Regions from separate parts of the Mus musculus genome. Here all the other regions are linked to region 1. The links are chromatin contacts, called in public Hi-C maps. All regions are on one chromosome and are shown on one strand. The core of a region is the stretch at or near the end of the contact, and the rest is flanking DNA. Distances in the headings are between cores, read along the strand shown. Region 1 has its middle 11 kb from the start of Gm32210. Region 2 overlaps Gm13986 (predicted gene 13986). Region 3 overlaps Gm13986 (predicted gene 13986).

The links. A called contact is a pair of places that touch in the nucleus more often than the background predicts.
Region 2: a Hi-C map of uterus shows a contact between it and region 1, with 4 times the contacts expected there. The contact joins two enhancer-like sites. A contact is called at or near these places in 1 of 15 datasets of contacts at CTCF or cohesin (the NIH/3T3 cell line) and 4 of 484 Hi-C or Micro-C datasets (all in uterus).
Region 3: a contact with region 1 is called in a Hi-C map of uterus. The contact joins two enhancer-like sites. A contact is called at or near these places in 5 of 484 Hi-C or Micro-C datasets (nephron progenitors and uterus).

The regions. Positions count from the first base shown.
Region 1 is chr2:117,692,422-117,695,121 of GRCm38.p6, reverse strand. No RefSeq gene overlaps it. Among named protein-coding and RNA genes, the nearest start is that of Gm32210, 11 kb to the left of the region's middle. Within about 2 kb of position 1,386, at least 14 of the 459 cell types and tissues checked have an H3K27ac peak or open chromatin away from gene starts, as enhancers often do. A contact at or near this core is called in uterus, where this site is marked.
Region 2 is chr2:118,006,718-118,009,417 of GRCm38.p6, reverse strand. All of the region lies in intron 8 of Gm13986 (predicted gene 13986), which reads left to right. Among named protein-coding and RNA genes, the nearest start is that of Gm25308, 70 kb to the left of the region's middle. Within about 2 kb of position 1,262, at least 120 of the 459 cell types and tissues checked have an H3K27ac peak or open chromatin away from gene starts, as enhancers often do. A contact at or near this core is called in uterus, where this site is marked.
Region 3 is chr2:118,038,177-118,040,876 of GRCm38.p6, reverse strand. The region is part of intron 4 of Gm13986 (predicted gene 13986); the gene reads left to right. Among named protein-coding and RNA genes, the nearest start is that of Gm25308, 38 kb to the left of the region's middle. Within about 2 kb of position 1,251, at least 52 of the 459 cell types and tissues checked have an H3K27ac peak or open chromatin away from gene starts, as enhancers often do. A contact at or near this core is called in uterus, where this site is marked.

The sequences.
Region 1 (2,700 bases), core at 137-2,636:
ATAATGAGAGGGCCGCAGGAAAGAGTGAAGTGATGTGTTTCCATAGCTGTTTCCTCTGACCTGAGCCTTTCCCATCAAAAAGGGGTAGAAGCTAAGAAAAACATAAGAGACTCAACAGTTACAAGACTTGCAAGGTGACTTCCTGGGGCTATGGGGCAGTAATCCATTGCTATGGGGCTATGGGGCAGTAATCCATTGCTGGGAAAGGAGACTGCAGAGCTGACTGTAAGTAGTACAGGGCGCTCCAGGGATGCAGCATTTATGACTCAGAATTATCACCCATGCTGAGGTAGGCTTTCTTACTTCCATAATTGATCTTGTAAGTAACACCAGTAAACTTAATGGGCCCACTAAGGCCGAGTTGGGTGCAATTGTTTCTCTAGCCTGCCATGGATGACTGATCTGTGATGAAAATGTTCCTTTATATCTTCATAGAAAAGGCCACACAACATGGCTTATTTCACTGAGACTTTTAGTTCCCTGCATTTCTTCTTATATATCCTCTCTTATGATCTGAGAACTTCAATTATCTGTGCCACTCAATTTTGTTGCTGAAATCAATAGTATTGAGAGGTGAGTCACCAATGTAGCTAAAGTGTGTGATAAAGTTAACCCCAAGACTCAAAATCTGAAAACGGTGCTTCTAGCATTGTGATGCAGAGTCTCTCATTATAATTTTTGATCATTTATTGACTGTTGATCTCTGACATTGAACTATGTAGACTCAATGAAGGTAAGTAAGTATCTTGACTACCTTGTTCAACATTATACTTTCAGATCCCAAGAGTGACTTATAAAGATAGATAGACCCTGGATGCTGAACGCATGACCACTTTCTATTCATTGTCTGAAACCTTTGATACAGTCCCTTACAAAAAAAAACTCAGAAAATGTTCCTAAGGGAAATAGATGTTGAGAAAAAATATTTCCTTAACATTTTGTCACTATTAGTTCATAAAATGTTTTAATTTTTTTCTTTTCCATACTTAATCTATGCTAGTGTTTTCAACCCTTTTTTAACGTGATGTTTTTATTTTTATCAGGTCTGGATAATCACCCAAAGCAGAATAAAGATAACTTAGGAGTGTGAAGAAAGCAACCCTACACGAGGAGAAAAGACTGTTGAGTGAAAAAAAAATCAGTGCCAGGAGAGAGTAACTTCCCTATGAGGTCTTTGCCAAGGAGGCTCCACCAGCCATAAAGGCTGGGGAGACTGCTGTTGAAGGGGCTAGATCTAGGAGGCAATTCCTCTTTGCTGAAGACACCATACATTTAGGCTGCAGGGCATGGAGAAACGAGGCTGAGACTGAGCAGCAAGCAAGCTGCTGCTATGCTGGCTGGGTTTCACGGCCCCAGAAGGCACCACGTGGGCTGCTTGAGGAAAACTGGCCCTCGGATTGTTTGCATCTGCCCCTGTGTTGCACAATCTCATGAGCAAGTCAGTGAGAGGCTACTTTATTCCTTGTTTAAAATTCTTTCCACACTGAAGTACTTGTGATGTAGAGGACTCCTTGATCATTATCATGTCTTATATTTGGCTACTAAGGCCCTTCTCTGCATGTTCAGCCATGGGGGTTTCCTTCTGCTGTCCTACAGACCCAGGGGTATCTCCTATCACTTTTACCCCATTCTCTCCCTCTTCCTTGTTCACATTTTCCCATGGGTTCTGATGTTCGGGATCTCAGCATGGGCTCTTTAGCCCAGCTCTGACTTTCACTGTCTTTCCCTTGAATCCTGCCAGCTCTAAGAAACAGAAGGCAACATCTCCATCTCATTTTCCCCTTTCCATTTTTCTTATAAAATCAGAGTTTAATTCAGAGGATGATACATGTCCTCCCCCCACCCTACTGAATTCATCCATTATGCAGTCAATTTTTGCTAGGGATTCAACACAGCTTCAGTTGCATGTCTGTCTTATCTCTCGTAGCAAGGCCATACGGTTATTTATTTATTTATTTATTTATTTATTATTTCACACATTACATCATGCCCACAGTTTACCCTCACTTCCTCTGACCCCAACTCACGCATGTCCCACATCTCCTCTCTCCCCATCCACTCCTCCTCTCTTTCTCTTAAGAAAAGGGCAGGCATCCAAAGATTATCAGCCAAGTATTCATATCAAGTTGCAATAATATTAGACAACACCCTCTCATATTAATACATTTGATAGCACAGCTTTCTTACAGTCTTTTTCTGTGTGTGCTCCTTTAGGAGGTTACATTATATTCACTAGCCATCAACCATCTGGGGAACTTCTCCATACTCAGCAAGTGGACCCCATTTATCACATAAGCATATCACCTTATTTCCTGTCTACTCTGGGATTCCACACAAAACTTCTCTTCTCTACTCTAACAAATCTTAGCCTCAGTTGTATGTCTTATCTAAGCCATAACAGAAGTGTATACCTACCACTACATCAAGAAGGCACACCATCCTACACCACAAGGAGGAAACAGCTATATGAGATTAGTCCTGGGTATGTTCTATACTCAGACATATTTATATCTGTTGCATGTCTCATTGCCCATCACAGGATCCAAGCAACCTCTCCTCTACACTCACAGTTGGTTTTATCAGTTGTCTCCTCTGCCACCAATTGTGTTATATAACCCTAAAGACTGATGAACAAATATCTATTCACAACAGACAGGACATTGATGAAAGACCTGAAAGGTGATTATACATGGGTATATC
Region 2 (2,700 bases), core at 13-2,512, 310 kb before region 1:
ACTTGCCTACAGGCTGTTCTGATGGAGGTGTTTTATCAGCGGAGGTTTCTTCTCTCCAGGTGACTCTTGCTTGTATCAAGTTCATAAAAACCTACCCCACGGAGACTCCTGATTTATTTGAATGTCATTATCATTTGAAAGGAAGTTGCTTTGATTTTGCATTCCTCTGGTCTTGAATCCCAAGTGCTTTGGTATTTGTATCAATAATAATAATATTTGAAATATGTGAGCACTTTAGTGAGCTATTTTCTTAGAAGTTATCTCACCAGTTGACAAATAGAAGCACTTTCTACTGCTAAAGGAGTCTCAGAGTGGCCCCTTCATACCAACACTCGCTGATAGACTGGCCAGGAAGGGCAGAAGCTTGGCTTACAGGTAGTCTGGAAATATTTTGTGGGAAAAATAAGTGAGTTAAGAAAACAAAGTCAAATTAGAATGACCTTTCTTCCTTTCTTTCTCTCTCTCTCCCTCCTTCCCTCCTTCCCTCTTTCCTTTCCTTCCCTTCTGATCTGGTTTTTTATTTTTAGTATTCTAGTAGCTGTGCGAGAGATACAGAGGGTAGAAAAGGTTTCAAAGATTGGTGTATTTCCACAGTAGAGATTTTAGTGCACCTTCCAAAGTGGTGCTTCTCCCTACCCATTTAAAAAAATATTCCCCACAGGCCGGAAATGATTGGGCATTCATCTTTGCTTTTTCTCATATTTGGAAAATCCTGACAGAAAGGAGGTACACCCATTGAGGATTTAGCAAAACCAGAGAAACTGTATCCTAATATTGGAGGAATCATGGATCTCTCTCTCTCTGTGTCTCTCTCTCTGTCTCTCTCTCTCTGTCTCTCTCTGTCTCTGTCTCTGTCTCTGTCTCTCTCTCTCTGTCTCTCTCTCTCTCTCTCTCTCTCTCTCTCTCTCACACACACACACACACACACACACACACACACACACACACACACACACGGTCTGAAGTTTCTTCAGAGTACTGTCACCAAGGACCAGGCTCACTTCAGACCTGTGGCAAACAGCCTGTGTGGACACATGATAACCCCTCTGCAAACAGGGCAGGCTTTGAAAGGGAACACAGCAAATACTGGGGTGCTTTCTATCCTGCCTTCACTTTCTTAAGCCATATATGGTAGAGGGACAGAAGGAGTGGCTTCCACTCTTTAAACAAAAGGCATTCTTTGATGTAGGAGACTGTACGGAACTCTTTGCAGCCTGTGGTGGGAGGGAGTTGAGGAAAGGGGAAGAAAAGTTCATAGCGGAAGCTGCAGGCTTTAGGGCAAGCTGACATGTGACCTTCAGAGCTTGCCAAATCCACGTGAGACACAAACTGCCTTTGGACGGCTTCTCAATGACCCCTCTGTGGCCCAGAGTCCCAGACTCTGGTGGTATGCTCTCTGATGTGATCCGGCAGTTGAGCGTACCCAGCAGGGTCCTGCCCTCTGCATGTGGGAGACTGACCAGCAGCATGGATCCTGTGGGGACCTGGGAGATGGAAGTGTACATACAGATATCCCTGCTTTGTTGTCTCGGTCATACCTAATTCCCTTCAAAACATTTACCCACCCCAACTGGCTTTTTACCGCAAAGCTGGAGGGTAGTGTTTGTAAACTTCAGCTCCTTCTGATACTTCTCAACACATGACTGTGTCTTGAAGACCCCTCAGCCCTGAACCGGCTGTTGTTTTCTCTGACCCAAAGTCATGTTTATTTAACCCTCTTACATTGCTGGAAATGTTGCCAAGCTATGGTTTTGGTTTGATTTTTTATGTTTTCATTCTCCCACGGACACAAGTAAGATGAGTTTTAAAGACTGTTTATGGTTATTGTCCAGTCAGACAGTCTACTGTTTAGGCTCTAACCTAAGACTGTTGTGTTTGAGTTCCCAGCAAGAATGAGAGTGTTGACACTTTGGGGGATTTAAGATTTATTTATTTGTTTGTTTTTGATACAAGGTATCATTCTGTAGCCCAGGTTGGCTTGGAACTCACTGAATAGCTTGGTATGCCCCTAATCTCGTAAACTCCACCTGCGTCAGTCCCCTGAGTACTAGGATTATAGGTGCGAGCCAAGATCAGGGTTCTGACATTTTAAGGTCACTCTCATCTTTCTTGGAGTTTGGCATACAGTTTAGAAGACTTCCCAGCCCTTCTTGATTTCTTCCCCTGGCCCCAGAAAATTTCAGGGTCAAAACCAGAGCCTTAGAAACTGGAAAGACACAAAATTAAATCCTCGCTTATATTCTAGGTGTGAATTTGGAAACTCAACTTGGTTTGTTTAAATTGAAGTTTCTTCCTAAAGAGATGCACATAAAACCTGCTTTTGGCTTTTTTAAAAGAGTTGATGTGTTAATTTCTCCTAAATGGCTGAGTTTGTGTTTAGTGATAGTGTGGAAGGAATGAATTCTTCTTCACTCTTCCCCAACATCATCCCTCCCCATGCCTGTCCCTCACCCTCCGGTTGTATTGACATAAAGTCACGGTTCTCTAGTGGAACAGACCCAAAAGAAATACATGTAATTAAAGGAGGATTTAGTAAGTTGGCTTACATGGTCAGGCCGCTTAGACCTGCAAAGACTATCTGCAGGCTGGTGAGCCAGGAAAGCTGGTCGTTAGCTGTTTGATCTAAGAAGCTGTAACAAGAAAGACCGATGTTGTAGCCCCCAGCCAAGACTAAAGGCCTGAGAAAACCTGGAAAATTAC
Region 3 (2,700 bases), core at 2-2,501, 350 kb before region 1:
AGTCATAGTGAAAAAAAAATACCAAGATAATCTAGTACTATTGTATCAAAACCTGTTAGAATTGAACTCCTGATTCTTATTATTTCTAATAATTATTGGTGTCCATGAATGTCTACCATAGTAGGATGTGCACAGGGGAAACTTGACCAGAGAGAGACCCTGCCCTGCAAGGTAGAAATTTGAACTGCACCATCTGTATCATCCCTTCCTGTCACAAGAGATCCTGACCTTAACTGAGATCAAAGACTGAGTGAAGATTTCTAAGATAAAGCCAGAAACACTGTGGTTTGGGTTAATAGAATGGTGGGAGACCAACAAGGGATCACTGAAGAGAAGTCCTTTAGTGAGTTTCCACAAAGAGTTTGCATTCTCCATCATCTCAGAATCACTGGGATTCTTGTGGAACTTGGCACGCCCCTCCTGAGGATCTTAACACCCACCGGTGACTTACCTCAGGGGGAAGTTTGGAATCGGCTCCTTGTGACAGCTCTATTACTCTTGTAGCTGAGAATGAAAGCCATTGAAATAACAACAGCTGAGACAAATATCTGCATAATCTGCAGAGAGTAATCAATATTTGTAAGGGAAGTAACTTGGCAAGAGTGTGAACGTTCCTTTTCTGAAGTGTGTTTAACCTTGCAGGACCTTTTCCCTAGATTCTTAACCACGGTTTAATGCATATTCTCGGGTCAGTCTTCTTGGAGGTATCTAAGTCCCTTTTATCCTCCTAGAGTTTTGGTGTAATGACAGGAGGCCTGATGAAGCAAGGCAAAGAAATGGCTGGTTCTGTTCCCTGGAGCCCTCTCCATTGTGGGCATGTACTGTCTGATTAGCTCACTGGAGGCGCAGCTGCGAGCAGGCCTCATCTGCATGCCCCAAGGCAGAGGAGAAGGCTTCCTGTGAACTTCAGAACACATGTTGGCGTGGAAGGGACTTCTCATTCATTTAGAATTCCTTTGCTCCCAAATAAATGGCTGTAAATGGAGAGGAAGGGATATGATGTGTGACTAATTTCCCAGGAGGACCTAAATATCTCCACTTTGACCCCAGTGTCTTGCCTCCCCCATGTCCCCACTGAAAGGCTCATAGCAGCTTTATTACAAGGTAGGTGTTTGTGAGCCAGCTCAGGATGGGGACTAAGCACACCGCCCAGCAGGGGCGTTCTTTCCATGATGCTCAGGCCGTAGGATCTCTGTGATCTAAGCGAACAGGCAGTATGCACTGGGTTGATTCAGCCAAGGAAGTAACTTAGTGTGGCCTTATAAGGCCGTGGTTCCGGCGGAAGCAAGACTGTCTCTCTTCCATCTGAAGGCAGGCCTCTGAGCATTCCCAGATGACATCTGTGCTTTTTCCATCACACAGTTGGCCTCCTTGGCTCCTTGCGCCGCTTTGGTTGTGCAATTGGGACTTGGCAGGTTCTTTGGGCTGTGGAATCTGTACATTTTCAGCTCTGACATCTCAAAAATAGTCACTGAATCATCTTTATCAGCGTGGTTTATCGTAAAGCAGAAACTTTCTCCTCCACATCTTTCTTTTTACTATCTAGAACTAGAAACGTGATGATTTATGACGTAAGGAGGTTGCACGGAAAGAGGGCTGTCTTCAGGACTGGAGTAGGCCAGGTTCTACTCCAGGCTGCCCTCTTTCCTGTTGCAGGAACTTGAGCTTTATTTAGGGCCTCAGTTTAATCTTCTGTCAGGTGTAGAAAATAGTTGCTGAGCTAATGGAGAGATTAGATCCAATGTAAGCTAAGTGCTAGATAAATGTCTGGGCTCAGTACATTTTGTGTGAAAGAAGGCGTGGTTGAGCAAGCAGTGGTGATGTTTACACTGTAGAAATGAGGCTGGTGATGTAAATTGTGAGGTAAATCATATAAGCAATCACTTTAGCCCTCCACAAATCATACATGCACACAGACACACCACTTCTGTACACATACATATGCACATAGACTTTGGAAACCTAGACTTTTCTTTTGATGAGTAACTTGCTTCTGAGGCCAAGATTACACGTCTGTGAGTTAGGCCTCAGCCCTCTGTGTTTGTAGCTGTCTGGGAATGTCTGTGCTGGGTTCTCCTGATAGCTGTAGAGAGCAACCTGAGGCTTTCTCTTTGCAGGCATCAGGGGTGAGCAGGTATAATCTGAAGTCCTCGCTTCTAACTTTCACTGATGGCTGAGGTCTGACGCTAGGAGTTGGTCAGTGTTCTAGCTTTTGACGTATGAGAGGGTTTTTTTCCTCAGTCTTGGAGAATTATCCTATCACGGCAGCATCTGTGTTGTTCCCAACAGGGTTTATGACTGACTTTCTTTGGCACAGTGAAATAAGCCACGATCCTTTCCTCCACAAAGTCTCCCTGACATGATATTGGCCATTAGCTTTCTAATACACTTAGTCAAAGAGTTAGTGTCTAATAATTATAAAATACAAACAAATCAACGTAATGAAACAAAACAAAAGGCTGCTTGAGACAAACTTGTAAATTTGCCTCTTAAATTCTTTAGTCAGTAGATTTTTGAACCTCTCTATTGCAGCACCAAGTGGGAAAGACATGAAGGTTTCCAAGTTTGTATGTACGGAAAGGTCCACACTTTACTTCAGAAACATCAGCCAGCCGATGGTAATGGAGGAATGGGCTGGAGGGGCGTATGTCTGGAAGCTGAGGGGATAAGAATGTGCTGTGAAAGAGAGGACAGAGAGTC